Regions from separate parts of the Ovis aries genome. Here region 2 is linked to region 1. Evidence: chromatin contacts called from public Hi-C data. All regions are on one chromosome and are shown on one strand. Each heading gives the region's core, a stretch centred on a gene start, on an enhancer-like site or on the middle of the called end of the contact. The rest is flanking DNA. Distances are from core to core; before and after follow the strand shown.

The links. Hi-C and Micro-C count contacts between places; a contact is called where the count stands out from the background.
Region 2: a contact with region 1 is called in a Hi-C map of muscle, with 4 times the contacts expected there. The contact joins two enhancer-like sites. A contact is called at or near these places in 12 of 16 Hi-C or Micro-C datasets (blood, hypothalamus, liver and 7 more).

The regions. Positions count from the first base shown.
Region 1 is chr9:20,043,445-20,046,857 of ARS-UI_Ramb_v3.0, forward strand. No RefSeq gene overlaps it. Among named protein-coding and RNA genes, the nearest start is that of MIR30D, 75 kb to the right of the region's middle. Within about 2 kb of position 1,842, at least 1 of the 54 cell types and tissues checked has an H3K27ac peak or open chromatin away from gene starts, as enhancers often do. A contact at or near this core is called in muscle, where this site is marked.
Region 2 is chr9:20,200,648-20,203,810 of ARS-UI_Ramb_v3.0, forward strand. All of the region lies in intron 1 of ZFAT (zinc finger and AT-hook domain containing), which reads left to right. Among named protein-coding and RNA genes, the nearest start is that of ZFAT, 6.3 kb to the left of the region's middle. Within about 2 kb of position 1,759, at least 9 of the 54 cell types and tissues checked have an H3K27ac peak or open chromatin away from gene starts, as enhancers often do. A contact at or near this core is called in muscle, where this site is marked.

The DNA of each region.
Region 1 (3,413 bases), core at 592-3,091:
CTTCTCCAGGGGGTCTTCCTAACCCAGGGATTGAACCCCAACTTCCTGCATTGCAGGCAGATTCTTTACCATCTGAGCCACCAGGGAAGCCCCTCTCTTTCATAGCACCTGCAACATCTCCCTTAATCATACATCTTTATGTCCCCCCGCCCCGAACTCTGAGATACTCAAGAGCGGACTCTGTTTTATCCATCCCTGGATACCCAGTCCTGGACACACTATATGCTCAGTAAATGTTCTTTAGGGACATCTCAGATATCTGCCTTACTCTGAGTTGTTTGAAATGTAAATGAAATTATTTTGAGCCCCACATCAGGACAATCTCCCCCAAGAATTTGAGAGAAGAGGCAAGACAGAAAAATGGGAGAAGGGTGGCTTTTATTTTCTTCTTGTCCTTGTGTAAAATCCTCTTGCCCCAGACAGAACCCTAGACCCTTCTTGTTTTGTATTCCGCATGAAGAAACCCTCTAGCAGAAGGCCTGGAGGTTTCTTGCAGAACATTTGAATCTGTGAGGAAAGAAGAAAGCAGTGATTGGGCCAGCACAATGCAAATAGCTTAGATTAACTGCTCCTGAAATGGCTTGGGAGGATGGTGTCAGCGGAGATGGTGGAGGGGGGAGGGAGCACCTCCAAAAATCCACTCCTCCATAAACGCAACAATCTGGGGAACATTTGTTTAAGGGAAAAAAAAGCTTAATCTGGTTCTTTTTTTAAAAAATAAACCATGTGGCATCTTAACTTGCTTGTTCTCCTCCGTCTTCTCCAGCTCCATAATAGGCTTGACAACCACAACCCTAAGTCACAGTGGAACCCAGCAGCCCATATGCCGATGGAGCGGGGCAGAGAACTATACATCAATGAGAATTTTTAAACATACGTAAAAAAAGAAGTGTCTATACCCTTTAGTGTAAATAGTGTTACACACGCCCCTCTTGAAGGTACAAGTGGCCACATTTGGTTTGGTTCTAATTCATGTTCATCCCCGCTCTCAAACACAGAGAGACTCAATTTGATTCTCCACCTTCCAGAAGCTTCTGTTGTGCCTGGGAAGACAGAGAAAGGCTCACAGGTTCCTCAAATGCAGGGCAAGTTGAAAAGCCCAGCATATAGTTTCTCAACCAGTAAGTAAAAAACGCATGGATGAGTAATAAGGATGGGGTAGGCAAAAGCAGAGACATTACTTTGCCGACAAAGGTCCGTCTAGTCAAGGCTATGGTTTTTCCAGTGGTCATGTATGGACGTGAGAACTGGACGATAAAGAAAGCTGAGTGCCGAAGAACTGATGCTTTTGAACTGTGATGCTGGAGAAAACTCTGAGAGTCCCTGGGACTGCAAGGAGATCCAACCAGTCCATCCTAAAGGAGATCAGTCCTGAATATTCATTGGAAGGACTGATGTTGAAGGTGAAGCTCCAATACTCAGGCCACCTAATGCGAAGAACGGACTCGTTGGAAAAGACCCTGATGCTGGGAAAGATTGAAGGCGGGAGGAGAAGGGGACGACAGAGGGTGAGATGGTAGGATGGCATCACCAACTCGATGAGCCATGAGTTTGAGTAAGCTCTGGGAGTTGGCGAAGGGCAAGAAGCCTGGCATGCTGCAGTCCATGGGGTCACAAAGAGTTGGACACGACTGAGCAACTGAAAACTGAACTGAGGTAGAAGTTATTGCCAATGTAAATATAGGAGACATAATGAAAGAGACGACGCTGGCCAGGTCTGCAAATGGTGGGTGCATGAGTTTGAAGCACAATAAATACATTTATTACTAAGCAAACAGAGTAGAGAACAATCGGATGCTTTCCTCTGAGACCAGCTGGTTTGTCATTTCACTTTGCACCACCAGAGGGCACTATAACACTCATTGGGATTTATGGAAGAAAGTTGGTTTTGGTTTTTCTTTACCAGGTCCAGTTGTCAGCAAGGTCTTTGTAAGTTTATAGCTGCTGGGAAACTTGGCTAGTTCTGAGCATTGCTAATGCCCCTCCCCAGAAGAAGGTGTTAGCTGAAATGTGAGGCTGTAACATTTGTAGGAAGGGAAAACAGGAATTTTTTCCAAATTTGACCTCAACATGCTCCCTAGTGTGTGCGTGCTCCGTAGGTCTGACTCTGCGTGACCCCGCGGACCGTAGCCCACCAGGCTCCTCTGTCCATGGGATTCTGCAGGCAAGATACTTGAGTGGGTAGCCATTTCTTCCCTAGGGGATCTTCCCACCCAGGGATCGAGCCTGCATCTCCTGTGTCTCCTGCATTGCGGGCAGATTCTTCACTGCTGAGCCACCAGGGAAGCCGAGAGGATCCAGAACACCAGGGCCAAGCACCTTCTTTCTGCTGAGATGGCCCTCCCCCAACCCTTTCTCCTCCTCATCTCCAAGGACCGCCTTCTCTCTGAGTCCCCAACATCCGACAAACATAGTGCTTCTGTTAGTATTGATTCCACTGGATTCTAAGGATTCATGTTATTTTAATTAAGGTTTCTTAACAGTCAGAGAGATTCAAGGGACTAGATCTGATAGATAGAGTGCCTGAAGAACTATGGATGGAGGTTTGAGACATTGTACAAGAGCCAGTGATCAAGACCATCCCCAAGAAAAAGAAATGCAAAAAGGCAAAATGGCTGTCTGAGGAGCTGAGGAGTCCTTACAAATAGCTGAGAAAAGAAGAGAAGCGAAAGGCAAAGTAGAAAAGGAAAGATATAAACATTTGAATGCAGAGTTCCAAAGAATAGCAAAGAGAGATGAGAAAGCCTTCCTCAGTGACCAACGCAAAGAAATAGAGGAAAACAACAGAATGGGAAAGACTAGAGATCTCTTCAAGAAAATTAGAGATACCAAGGGAACATTTCATGCAAAGATGGGCTCAATCTAAAGGACAGAAATGGTATGGACCTAACAGAACCAGAAGATATTAAGAAGAGATGGCAAGAATACACAGAAGAATTATACCAAAAAAAGATTTTCATGACCCATATAACCACAATGGTGTGATCACTCACCTAGAGCCAGATAACCTGGAATGCGAAATCAAGTGGGCCTTAGGAAGCATCACTACAAAAAAGCTAGAGGAGGTGATGGAATTCCAGTTGAGCTATTTCAAGTCCTAAAAGATGATGCTATGAAAGTGTTGCACTCAATATGCCAGCAAATTTGGAAAACTCAGCAGTGGCCACAGGACTGGAAAAGGTCAGTTTTCATTCCAATCCCAAAGAAAGGCAATGCCAAAGAATGTTCAAACTACCACACAATTGCACTCATCTCACACACTAGCAAAATAATGCTCAAAATTCTCAAGCCAGGCTTCAACAGTACACGAACCATGAACTTCCAGATGTTCAAGCTGGATTTAGAAAAGGCAGAGGAACCAGGCAATGGCAACCCACTGCAGTACTCTTGCCTGGAAAACCCCATGGGCAGAG
Region 2 (3,163 bases), core at 509-3,008, 160 kb after region 1:
TCTTCTAAGCAGCTTCCCTGGTTCACCCAAATGTTTGTGCGAAACTTTGTGCGGGGAAACGAGAATGCAGAGTCAGATGTGATTCACCAACTCCTCTTGAGGGTCTCATGCAGTCCCAGCAGTGGAAAACAGATCTTTTGGGAGATGGTGCCAGGTATCATGATGGAACTAAGCCCCGAGAATTGAGGGCTTGAGGGGTGGGGTGCAGCTGCCCCTAGCCCAGCCACTTAGTCACCTTGGTCCTTTTGATGAAAAAATATGTAGGTCCATTTCTGAGATCTTACGTCTTTTCCATTGATCTGTTTGTTTATCCTCCATCCACATCGCACTGTCTGAATTACCTAGCTTTCTAGTCATTTTTGAGCTTATAAAGAATAAACAGGAGGGGCAGAAATGCAGGCAGGAGCCAGACCCGGTGTCAGGTGCTGTCGTGGTGCAGCGGCGGCCGTGGGAATGGAGGTTGGGGCAGGTTTAGAGACATGAGGCAGAAGAAAGCCCTGTGGGACTGGTGGCTGATCGGGCTTTAACTTAGAGACCAGCCAGTCTTCGTCTGTGTTTGTTTTTAGGGGAAAGAGCAGTGGTGAACTGATCCGGCACGGGGACATGAGAGTTTGCAGGCTCCGTACACACGGCCAGGGTCCATTGTTTTCAGGAGGGCCACGTGGCCACAGTTCCCATCACTAGGCAGGAGTCAGAGGACCAGCAAAGTTGCGGGTTTTGGGGTTCTGGGTTGGCCAGCGGCTGGCCCACCCTGAGCCGCTCCTTCTCCCCCAGCCCTGGATCTTGGATGTTTCTCTAGGAAGCAGGAGCTGAGTGCCTTGGTTAACATTCTTCTCAGGGGTTCTAAGGTGAACATTCTCGAAATGTTCAGGTCCTTCTGACAAAGGAAATGCAGCATTTCTGTTTAGAAATAAATATGTTTGTTAACCTCATTGATCTCTTTAGGCTTTTTTTTTTTTTATCTCTTTAAGCTTTTAACTGATTTTGAATTAAGTGATATTGATGGTTTTGGAGTTTATAATCTTTTAGAGGAGACAGAGGTTGAACAAATAAACACACCACCAAATACATGATTACAAATTAGGGAAATTGCTTCAAAGTGGAGGGTGGTGGGAGAGTGGGCAAGAGAAAGTAATGGAGACCTAATTTGTATTGAAGGGGGTTTCAGAAAAGTCTCTCTAAGAAACTGAGGTTAAAGCTAAATCTAGGTTCTGGATTTTTTTTTTTTTTTTAAGTTTGGTGATCAGAAAGCAGCCCTCTCCACTTTGCAGAATATTTTTTACAATTAAAATTTTTTAAATATTGGACTATAATTGATTTACAATATTGTGTTAGTTTTAGGTATACAGCAATGTGATTTAGTTGTACATGTGTCTGTTTTCCTTAAAAGTCTTTTTCCACTTAGGTTATTACAGAATACTGAGCAGAGTTCCCTGTGCTATAGAGTAGGTTCTTGTTTGGCTATCTGTTTTAAACATAGTGGTGTGTACATGTCAATCCCAAACTCCCAATTTATTCCCTTCCCCCAGTCTTTCTCCTTTAGTAACCATAAGGTGGTTCGCTAGGTCTGTAAGTCTGTTTTGTAAATAAGTTCATGGGTATTTTTTTTTTCCCCTGCATCACTATCATATGATATTTGTCTTTTTCTGTCTGACTTACCTCACTTGGTGTGATCATCTCCAGAATTTCAGGCAGCTCAGAACTAGCTTGCGGCCCGAGTTCTCCTTTGCCCTCTGTCGCCGCCTAGGGGTCATGTGTGGGAAAGGACCTGCTGCAGGCGCTCAGGAGATAACCTTTGTCTTCAGAGGTGGCAGCCGCCAGTGGGGATGTCAGGCACGACTGAGGGACTGGGATGCTGGGCCTACAGGGGACGAGACCCAGGGGCCACTGGGTAGCCTGATCAGATGCAGTGGGAGGGGCTGGTCTTGCCAGGATCACCCCGAGGCTGCACTAGCTGGAGCCGGATCAGGGAGAAGGACGGGCTGCCCACCGGGCTGCCGACTGGGCTGCTGACCTTCTAAAGTTCCGTGCCTCGTAAACGGAGTGGTTGTAGTCGCTCAGTCGCTCAGTCGTGTCTGACTCTGCGACCCCATGGGCTGCATCACACCAGGCCTCCCTGTCCTTCACCATCTCCCAGAGTTTACTCAAACTTATGTCCATTGAGTCGGTGATGCCATCCAACCATCTCATCCTCTGTCGTCCCCTTCTCCTCCTGCCCTCAATCTTTCATCAGGGTCTTTTCCAGTGAGTCAGCTCTTCACATCAGGTGGCCACAGTATTGGAGCTTCACCTTCGGCATCAGTCCTCCCAATGAATATTCAGGTTTGATTTCCTTTAGGATAGACTGGTTGGATCTTCTTGCTGTCCAAGGGACTCTCAAGAGTCTTCTCCAGCACCACAGTTTGAAGGCATCAGTTCTTTGGCGCTCAGCTTTCTTTATCGTCCGTCTCTCACATCCGTACGTGACCGCTGGAAAAACCATGGCTTTGACTAGATGGACCTTTGTTGGCAAAGTAATGCTTTTTAATATGCTGTCTAGGTTGGTCATTGCTTTTCTTCTGAGGAGCACGTGTCTTTTAATTTCATGGCTACAGACACCACATGCAGTGATTTTGGAGCCCAAGAAAAGAAAGTCTGCCACTGTTTCTACCGTGTCCCCGTCTGTTTGCGGTGCAGTGGCGGGACGGGAGAGAGGGAGGTAGCTGCCCAGCTAATAAGGGGGTGCAGGGCACTGGCGGCAAGGCTGGATTCTGTCCCTTCTAAAGCAGGAATCTGTGAATTTGGGCCACTAACAAAACCACAGTCACTTTAAATTGTTTCCATGAACAAAATAGAATTATTTATTTATGTTTCTGGAGTATGTATCTTACTCATTTTACAATGTGCTTAGTATACATGGTATGTGGTACATCTTAGGCATTCATTAAATATTGGATTGTGTGACTAAGTTGAAAATGTCTTTTTTCCCCAGTATAAAACTGAATGACCCAGGTATGTGGAGAGTGCACATGATGCTTACTTCCTGTGTTAGTTACCAGGAAGAAAGGACCAGGTGATTCTGGTGACCTGGAGCTGGGTGGCTGGTGGGGTTTGGAAAATTCTTTTCCCCGTGGCTCTTGCTTAAATTTAAAGCTCTGCTCTGGAATTTGAACAGACCTTAGAC